3 separate regions of the Sus scrofa genome follow, and regions 1 and 3 are each linked to region 2. The links are chromatin contacts, called in public Hi-C and HiChIP or PLAC-seq maps. All regions are on one chromosome and are shown on one strand. Each heading gives the region's core, a stretch centred on a gene start, on an enhancer-like site or on the middle of the called end of the contact. The rest is flanking DNA. Distances are from core to core; before and after follow the strand shown. Region 1 holds the start of ZCCHC10 (zinc finger CCHC domain-containing protein 10). Region 2 holds the start of SHROOM1 (protein Shroom1). Region 3 holds the start of AFF4 (AF4/FMR2 family member 4).

The links. A called contact is a pair of places that touch in the nucleus more often than the background predicts. HiChIP or PLAC-seq counts read pairs in DNA pulled down with a chosen protein or histone mark.
Region 1: a Hi-C map of liver shows a contact between it and region 2, with 3 times the contacts expected there. The contact joins the promoter of ZCCHC10 here to the promoter of SHROOM1 in region 2. A contact is called at or near these places in 1 of 5 promoter capture datasets (liver), 1 of 47 Hi-C or Micro-C datasets (liver) and 1 of 2 datasets of contacts at active chromatin or transcription factors (skeletal muscle).
Region 3: a contact with region 2 is called in an H3K27ac HiChIP or PLAC-seq map of skeletal muscle. The contact joins the promoter of AFF4 here to the promoter of SHROOM1 in region 2. A contact is called at or near these places in 1 of 5 promoter capture datasets (liver), 8 of 47 Hi-C or Micro-C datasets (embryonic fibroblasts, liver, mesenteric adipose tissue and 2 more) and 1 of 2 datasets of contacts at active chromatin or transcription factors (skeletal muscle).

Annotation. Positions count from the first base shown.
Region 1 is chr2:135,304,546-135,307,734 of Sscrofa11.1, forward strand. It overlaps ZCCHC10 (zinc finger CCHC domain-containing protein 10), which reads left to right and starts at 1,309. Exons shown (of 4, transcript XM_003123930.3): 1 at 1,309-1,568. The coding sequence starts at 1,528.
Region 2 is chr2:135,151,015-135,154,225 of Sscrofa11.1, forward strand. It overlaps SHROOM1 (protein Shroom1), which reads right to left and starts at 1,526. Exons shown (of 8, transcript XM_021084746.1): 1 at 898-1,526; 2 at 504-895; 3 at 354-412; 4 at 1-123. The coding sequence starts at 1,480. LOC102159960 (a long non-coding RNA gene) reads left to right here and starts at 1,436. Exons shown (of 6, transcript XR_002341904.1): 1 at 1,436-1,527; 2 at 1,621-1,698; 3 at 2,083-2,136; 4 at 2,433-3,148.
Region 3 is chr2:135,282,623-135,285,681 of Sscrofa11.1, forward strand. It overlaps AFF4 (AF4/FMR2 family member 4), which reads right to left and starts at 1,309. Exons shown (of 21, transcript XM_021084750.1): 1 at 715-1,309.

The DNA.
Region 1 (3,189 bases), core at 59-2,558, 150 kb after region 2:
GAACTAGAATTATTTAGGAGAGACTTGACCTACCAGACATCAAAATAGTCTAAAAATAAACTATGGAAATCAAAGCCATACAAATACTGGCACAAGCAGATCTTTGGAAGAAAACAGAATGTCTAAATGAATTAAATTGGTACAAAATCGGAGTTCCCGTCGTGGCTCAGCGGTTAATGAATCCGACTAGGAACCATGAGGTTGCGGATTCGATCCCTGATCTCGTTCAGTGAGTTAAGGATCCGGCGTTGCTGTGAGCTGTGGTGTAGGTTGCAGATGAAGCTTGGATCCCACGTTGCTGTGGCTCTGGCATAGGCCAGCGGCTACAGCTCCGATTGGACCCTTAGCCTGGGAACCTCCATATGCCAAGGGAGCGGCCCAAGAAATAGGCAAAAAGACAAAAGAAAAAAAAATTTGTACAAAATGGATTTAGGAGACTAAACCTCCATGATCTGTCATTAAATGCTAAAATATCCTTAAATAATTAATATTTGTTACTCTTTCCAGTTGACAAATCAAATTTACCTATACCCTTATAACATCACTATGATATACATAAAAATGTAAGTAATTAACATATATTGCACTTGATGGTTTGATAAGGTCAGCATTTTTCAATGGACGGTTTTTTTGTTTTGTTTTGTTTTGTTAAAGCCGCACCTGCGGCATATATAAGTTCCCCAGCTGGGGGTTGAATGCAAACTGCAGCTGCCAGCCCACGCCACAGCCACACTGGATCTGAACCACATCTTTGATCTACACCGCAGCAGAGGCAACACAGGATCCTTAACCCACTGAACAAGGTCAGGGATTGAACCCAGCATCCTCATGGATACTAGTTGGTTTCATAACCCGCTGAGCCACTGACGGGAACTCCTCATCTGATGGTCTTACTCTTGTTTAACTCATTGTTTTTCACTTTGCTCTCCAGACAACTTCTAGTTTCTTCAACACTGCAGTTTCATTCATTTATATATAAAAATTCATTTGTGTATAAAGATGACCAGGAGTTCCCCCTGGCTAAGCAATAACTGAAACTGACTAGTATCCAAGAGGACACGGGTTCGAGCCCTAGCCTCCATCAGTGGGTTAAGGATCCTACGCTGCCATGTGAGGTGCGGTATAGGTTCCAGACGTGGCTTGGGTTCCCAGTTGCGGTGTCGTAGGCCGGCAGCTGCAGCCAGGATTTGACCTCCTAGCCTCGGAACTTCCATATTCCACAGGTGAAAAAAGAAAAGGGAAGGAACAGATCAACACCTCATTGGAGAATGTTCTTCCCTGTCTCTCCTAGCAATTACATGACCCCACCCTTCAAAAGCCTTGTTCAGAAGAGACAACCGACCTCACTCCTCTTCCTCAAACAAGGGCCCGACACAGGCCCAACCCCCTACTTGCCCCAGAAGCTGCCCCCGCGACTCGCCAGGCGGGACTAGCTCCGCCCACGCCGACAGCCTCCAGGGTTCGAAGGCCCCGCCCCCTTGGAGGAACTTCCCAAAATCCTGCGCGGCGGGCGTCAGCTGCGCTAAGATGGCGACTCCCATGCATCGGCTCATAGCCCGGAGACAAGCGTAAGTGAGGGCCGGAGTCGGGCCGCGGGGCGGGCTGGGGGCGGGGAGAAGCGCGTCAGCCAGCTGGTGAGCGGGCGCCGGGATGCTGGGCCAGTGTCAGATCCTCTTTGTGACTCGGCCGAAGGTGCCGTTTTTCTCATACGTTGCCTCCCCGCAAGGGGCTGGGGCCCGGGCGTTAAGTTTGATGTCCGGTGGACTAGCGATTTCGTGGACGACGGCTGAGTAGGACCGCTAGGCGGGACCTAGGGGTGTCTGAAGAGAGTTTAGCGTTTGGCTCCCGGTTACGGGACGCCCCGGAGTTGGTCACTAAGCGATTGATGCCCCTTTGACAAGTTAGCCGCCCACCCCACGCGTGACAGGGAGAAGCTTGCAGCCCTCATCCAACACCCCCTTTTCTCGCCGACGTAAACCTTCCGCTTCCTGTGAGGGCCTCCAGCCCATCTGGCTTTACCTGCTCCCTTCCTGTTACCTTCCCTAGAAACAGCTGACTACGACGCCGACTTTTTCCCGAACTATCTTCTCACTTTCTGCCGTTCATTCTCTTCAGCAGAATTTAATAAGCATTGCCTATCATTCTATGTCAAGTTTGGGGTATGAGGAAAAAGAAGTGTTCAAGGCAAAACCTCTGCTTTCAGAAAGCTTACATTCTGTTGGTGGAGTCGATAAACTAAACATTTTACGTAAATACAGTTGATAAGAGCTTTGAAGAGGAAATAAGAGGTGATGGAAAGAGAAAGATCCACGTTTGGTTGGTTGGCCAGGAAAGACTTTTCTGAAGAAATGTTTCTGTGGCATTGGAAGAGATCTGAAGTGTGAGAAAGGAGCCAGTCCTGAGAGGACTAAAGGAAAGAGCATCTAGACTGGAGTAGATACCTTGAGACAGGAAAGAACTTCGTTTTTAAGAACCGAAAGATGGCCAGTTGTAGCTAATGAGCTAGTGAAAGGGCGCGCAACAAGAGGTTTGCAGTGAGGAGATAATGAGGGAGTTCATGCCGGATGCCCCCCAACGTGTTTTTTTTTTTTTGGCCATGTCTGAGGCATGTGGAAGTTCGAGGACCAGGGATGGAACCTGAGCCCACAGTAGCCATCTGGGCCACTGCAGTGACAATGCTTCCTAAACCCGCTGTGCCACAAGAGAACTCCCCAGATGCCCCTTTCTTGTAGTCTTTTTTTCTTCTTCTAACCTGCACACTTAACTGTCTGCCGCTTTTTCACTCTCAGCCATTTTTGCCCTCACCATTTTCTCATTTATTGCCCACAGTCTGCTCGAATGTATGTTTATATTTCTTTTTATATTTATATTTTTTTATTTTAAGAACTCTGATCATCCACGTCTCCCTTTCTTCAGACTCTTCCTCTCATGCCCCATGAAAAGAGTCCCTTGAGCGTAAGGATAAAGACTTAGGGAATCAGAGTAAGTAGTATGCTGGCTGGAGGAAGGGCACTTTGAAGTCAAATGGTTCTGAGATTAAGAATGGAGTGACAGTACTTAATAGGTGTGTGCCTAATAATGTCACCAGGGTCTAATCTCTCACTCTCAGGTTTGTTCTTTTGTGTGTTGGTTCCATACTTGGATAGATTCACTCCTTTGGTCCTAAGAGGCTGTTGTATTTAGGGTCCT
Region 2 (3,211 bases), core at 276-2,775:
GGAAGGGAAGGAAGCCGAACAGACACCTTGCAGTTCTCTGAGACATTCTGCTCACCGTCAGAGGGGCTGCTCTGGGGGCCCTCTGCAGGACACACCTCTGCAGCATCTTTCTCAGTCAGAAACCTGGAGGCAGGGACCCCACACTGACCACAGTCACCAGGAAAGATGACCCTGGTTCTGCACCAGAGGAACAGTAGGGTGTTGGGGGGCAGGGATTAGGAGATGTGGTTTGCAAAAGAGGGTCAGAAGGTTCAAACTGAGGCTAAGTGGGAGGCCCTCTTCTTTCTTGGGCAGGATCTATGAAAGCTGCCTGCCCCCAGCTTTCATTCCCCAGAGGGGTCCATGTCTCTCACCTAGAACGTTTGGTCAGAAACAACGGTCTGCTGGTGGTTTCTGCTCCTTGGGGAACAGCCTGGAAAGGCAAGCAGATGGATGAAATGTTGCTCAGGTTTTCAGTCTTCCAGCTGCCCCCATCCCAAGCTGGCAACCCCCATCTTCCATACCTGCGGAATGGGCATGACCCCTCCTGAACTTCCCCACGGGGCCAAGACTTCTCCTGAAGCGCTCCAACTCCGACCGGCAGGTCTGTAGCCATGGCCGAGCCTCAAGGACCGGGGTTTCGGGTCCTCGATGTCTCGGGGCTGGGTCACAGGCAGCCACCTGATCTGGTGACCATCGAACTCCGCCGGGGTCCGCGGCTGCTCTTCCTGGGGCTCCAGCCTCCCAAGGCCTGAGCTGGAGCGGGCCTCCCCCGAACATTCCCTGGCCGGCGCACCCCCCTGACCCACGCGATCCAGCTTCCCCGGCTCGGAGAAGCACCACTTCCGCTGCTGGTTGGCCAGGCGTCCCCGGCCAGAGGTTCCCGGCCCGGGAGCCCCGGGGCGCGGCGGCTCCACTTCCCCCCGGGGTGGCTGAGCGAGGCGGAGCGCGGGTGCGCGGCGGAGGGCCGCACGGGGGCCGCGGGCCGCAGGCGGGCGGGCAGGCTCATGCGGAGCTCCTTGCGCTGGAAGGACGTCTCCCGGAGCACTCGCCGCTGCGCGCCCTGCAGCCGCTGGCGGTAGGCGGCCCGCGAGGCCGGCGGGCTGGGCGGCTCGGCGGCCCGCGCCGCGGCCTCCGCCTCGGCCGCCAGCGCGTACAGCAGCGGGGTGGCGTGGCGGCTGAGAGGCCCTGGGGTGCCCTGGAGCTCAGGGGGACGCGGCCCGCTGTGCGCGGCCGCCGCAGGCCGGGGCTGCGGGCAGGTGCGAGGGCCCGCGGCGGGCGCGGCGGGGGCCGGGCCTCCCCAGACCACGCGCACGTAGTCCCAGTCCAGGTAGGGGAGCGGGCGGGTCCCCGGCGAAGGTGTGCGCGGCTCCGGACCGCCGGAGGCGGCGGAGAAAGAGCCGTAGGCCGAGTCAGCGCGCGCAGACAGCCGCCGCAAGTCCAGGCTGCGAGTGGATGAGGCTGGGGAGGCGCGGTCGCCTCCAGGACCCAGGGCCTCCATGGCTCCGACGAGGGCCGAGGCTGGCCTGGAAGAGCAGACGTGGTGCGGTGGGTGAGGCGCTCCTGGGAAGGGTTGGGGCAGCCTGCTGGCCCCTCCATCACAGAGGGCCTGGTGCTTACACATCCTCTCTCTGGCCACAGGATCCTTGGCGCCAGCATTTGTCACCCCCTTAGTCGGGGCTAGCAAGGGCAGTAGGACCAAGGGAGCCACTATGGAGGGTGAGGGCCTTAGTTCACTTATTCTTGGCGACTAGCCCATTCCCCGCTGGGGCGCGCTCTTGGCTAGCAGCCCTGGCTCTACCCTGGCACCTTCTGGAGCGCTGCATGTACCCATACTCCTTCCCTCCCCCAGCCTGTCCCACCCAGGCTGCTTCCTGGCAGCTTTGTTAGCTTCTCCCTGTGATCTTTCCCTGATAAACAATGGTCAAGATCCGAGATCAAGTCCGAGATCGCAGGCCAACAAAGAAAGGAGGTGGGGGAGGCCGGGTCAGGTGGCAGGAGCAGCTTCAGAGCCTTCCTCCCTCCCTCTGGGCTGGTTGTGCTCCAGGTGCTTTCAATAAATATTTATCTTGACCCTCACAAGTGCTGTCTGCATTTTTACAGATGAGGACACCGAGGTTCTGAGGGAGAAATGATTTGCCCAGAGGCACACAGCTGGTAAGAGTCAGATCCCTGCCTGGAATCTGGGCCTGCCTCCAAACTTACTGCAGCCAGAATCGATTTCCTAGAAGCAAACCCTGCTGAAAGCCAGTTTAACCCCACCCACCCCCCAGATGCCTGAAGCCTCCAACAAAGCCCAGACTCCACTGTGGTAAATGGTGACCCCCCCTCCCCGCCGCTTCAAAATACTGGCAGATTCCTGGATAATATGTCCCCTGCTTGGGAGCCTCTGCCTTTTGTCTAGGAATGACAGGCTCACCGGTCTCTTTGTCCTGCCACTCTTGCTCCTACAGGGCTCAGCTTAGAGGTCTCCTGACCTTTCGGGTTCCCAGCGGTTCCTGAGCCTTCCCCCATCACAGCAGTCAACCCTACATTGATTGGCGGCCGTGTACTAGTGATTCAGTCTCCCCATGTCCACCCCTGAGCTTCCTGAGGACAGGCCCTGCGCTTACACATCTCTGTACCGTCAGTGCCTGGCAGGTAATGATGATAAATATTTGTTGAATGACAAGGAATGGAGCAGCCTTACAAGGAGTAGATGGGGGGTAGGAAGGAAGAGGGCACCTTTGCTTCTAGCCACTCTTCTCTCCCTACTTGTCTTTTCTGAGGAAGGGGACAGAATGAGTGAGGCAGTTGCCACCATGCACACTGATCATGTGACTCCAGTTGTTGGGAACCAAAGGAGCGGGCAAGCCCAGCTTGGAGCAGGAACAGCCAGAAATCAATACTTCCCCAGTGCCAGGAGGAGGAGTGAGGGGAGGGACTGGGTGGGTGTGCCTGGATAAGGGTGAAAGCAGCTTTGAGTCTTGGAACCAGGAGCTCCCTATGGGCTATGGGGACTGGAGGGGGTAGGGGCTTGCCTTCCCTGAGCTGCTTGATGGGGAGTACAGAGGAAGGTGGCCCAGAGCTGGGGTGGAAACTGAAAAACAGGCTTATCTGAGTCTCCTAGATACTTCTGAAGCCCAGGATCACCAACATCCCAGATGCTGCAGATTGCTGGTTAGGGAAGGTAGGGAGGTCAGTGGTGGGAGGATATGGTGTTTCCTAGAAGGGAGAGGCAGTACCTGCAACA
Region 3 (3,059 bases), core at 59-2,558, 130 kb after region 2:
TGGAAGGAACAGCAAAGTGGAAGGAACAAAGCACTGACGTCAATTACGAGATTAACCCCGAGCACCGGCAGCTGGAGGAAAGGCCTACACATCCATATCCAAATACAAGCTATCGGGGTAACGAGCTGGACCGATTCAGAAGTTATGGGGGGGGGTGTTCCAGTATTACACCCCCAACATTCCCATTTTTAGTCAACCCCCTTAACCAGCCGAAGGCGGAAATTTTTTTCCCTTTTTTTTTTTTCCTTTTTGCGGGGGAGGGAGGGGGAGGAGGAGGAGGAGGAGGAGAAGGAGGAGGACGTGCGCAGGATCGCGAGAAGGAAAGCGAGAACTAGTTGGGTAATGCTAGCCAGCATCTAGGCCCTCTTTTCTCTTCAACTAGAAACACCCTGAAATTCAGGAGGGGCTTTAAAAGCAACGATGCAGTCGAAGGAATTTCTGAGGGCAAGAATGGATTGAGAAATGGAAGGGGAAAGACAAAACTGGGAAAAGATGGATTTCTGGGAATTTTTGTTAGGATTGGGTTAGCCATTTCATTAATGTTTTGTGTGTGTATAAGGGTAGGGGGCTGGAATGCGAAGGCGAAAAGAGATGCCGGATCGAGCAGCCCGAGCCCGGAGGGTCCCTCCGAATCCGGAGGCGGACCCCGTCCTCCCCTCCCCCACTCCCCCGCCGCCCGGCCCGGCCCTCCGTCAGTCCGTCGGTGCTTCTCACCTCCAGTCCCGGCTCCGCTAGGCCCGAACCATCTCCCGGCTGCGGCAGTGGCAGCGCCGGGCCTGCACCTTCACCGGACGCGCATTCGAGCCCGCCCGAGGGGCGGCGACAGGCTGCCAAGGGCGAGGGGCTCCGGGCGGCGGCGGCGGCGAGGGTTCGGGAGGTCTCGAAAAGCGCAGGCGGCGGCGACGCAGCTCACACGGCACAGGCGGAGGTCCCGCCCCGCTCCATGACGGTCGAGGCCTGGCCGGGAGGGCCGGCTGAGGCGGGCTGACGAGGACCTGGCACCGGGATCCCCGCCCCGTCCGCTGGCGGCGGCGGCGGCGACGGCGGCTCGACTCCCGCAGCCAGGGCTGTGACTGACGCAGCGGCCGCGCCACCCATGTGACCAGGGCCGGGCGGGGACGAGGCGTCACGTGGCGACGCCGGGCCCCTCCCCTCCAGAAAAGCGGAGGGCTGCGGGGCCTGCAGTGCCGGGAGGTGACGTCGGGGGGTGGTGACGTGCGCGGCGCTCGGGGCCGAAGACCGTGGCCCGGCCGGGTACTGGCCCCGGCGGCTTAGGCCCGAGCCCTCGGGCCCGGCGGCCGCGTCGGGCCGAGGGGGCGGAGCGTGACCGGGCCTGCGCCTCCCGCGCGCGCACCTCGCACGGCGTAGCCGCTAGCGAGGTTCGGAAGGGCGGGGCCGGGCTGAGCCGGATCTACCGGTTCTGGGGCTCAGGGGGTTGGGCGGACGGCCCCTTCTGGGGGTGTGGCCGAGCCTGAAGCCCCCCTAGACCCTCGGCCTCCTGCTGACGTTGAAGCCCGGAGTCAGTCCAGCGGCCCTCGCGGGTCCGGCCGAGAAAGGAAGGCTGCGGGGAGTTTCTCTACCGGAGGCCGCCCAGAACCTGGCTTGATCACCCGCGAAGCCAGGCAGGCCTTTTTTTTTTCTTGGTCATCTAAGCATCTTCGGCCGTGAATACTTTTCGTCAAGATAACGTTTTCCACACTTTGCTTCTAACATCCTCGGGGAAGCTGTAATTGAGAGTAAAGTAATAGTTATAGACTAGACAGAATTTTCAGAGGGTCTCACAGAACCCAGTGTGGTTAACTGTCCAGAGAAGTGACTTTGGGGTTATTATTTGGAAAACACTTGATAATTTCCTGCCTCTTAGATGATGTCTTTCTATAAAGGAGCCTGGTGAAGCCGTTTTTTTCACTTTCTACGAGCTAATTTTGAAGCAAGCATTTTAAAGATGTCTAAAAATGAAATGCAAGGCTTTTGAGGAGATTTATGATAAACTATAAGGAATGTGCGTATGAATATGTTTTTATCAGCCCTAAAGCTGGTAATTCATCAGCATCAATAGAAGTTTCTTCCTTTTCAAAATTCTGAAGTGACCACAGAATTTTGCTAAACACGCCTTTAAGCTAAACACTTGATGTAGATTTTATATATCTATTTGGAAGTGTATTCATGTAAAACTAAAAATGAACTGTGACAAAACAGTGAAAAATAATCGATGCTCCCATCCCTACCATTTTAACTACTCCAGTTCTGGAGGCAGTCATTTAGCATTTTCTCAGTAGCTTTCCCAAAACATTTATAAATATATTTTATTTTATTTTTTATTTTGTTGTCTTTTTAGGGCTGCACCCGCAGCATATGGAGGTTCCCAGGCTAGGGGTCAAATCAGAGCCACAGCAATGCCAGATCCAAGCTGCATCTGCCACCTACACCACAGCTCATGGCAATGCTGGATCCTTAACCCACTGAGCAAGGCGGAGGATCAAACCTGCATCCTCATGGATACTAGTCAGATTCACATCTGCTGAGCCACAGGGGAACTCCCTAAATATATCTTAAAGTCCAGTTATACATATTTTTTACACAAGTGATCACATACTATATATACTATTAAGTTCCTTCCTTTTCTCAATCAAAATATCTGGATATGTTTCCATATTAACACTGAAAGAACTGCCTCACTCTTCTACGAGCAGTATAATATTCTATTTTATGTAAATAGCATATATATATTTTTTTAACAAATCCCCTACAGGTGGACATTAAGGTTGTTGTCAAGTCTTTACTAAATTACAAACTAAGCTGCAACTAGTAATCATAAGAAGAACAACTATACCTATAAATCCTTAGATTGCAATGTTTAGGTCAAAAGGTATTTTCCATTTGAATGGATATTGCCAAATTAACCTCCACAGATGTGCCAATTTAATTTGCTTTTTTCATATTCTGTCTAGGAAGATTTACAAGGCTGTACTGGAACAGAGTGAAGGTGGAGAGTGACAATAAGATTACCATTTTACACAACAATTAAAGTATTAAAACATTGAAGATATTTCCCAAAT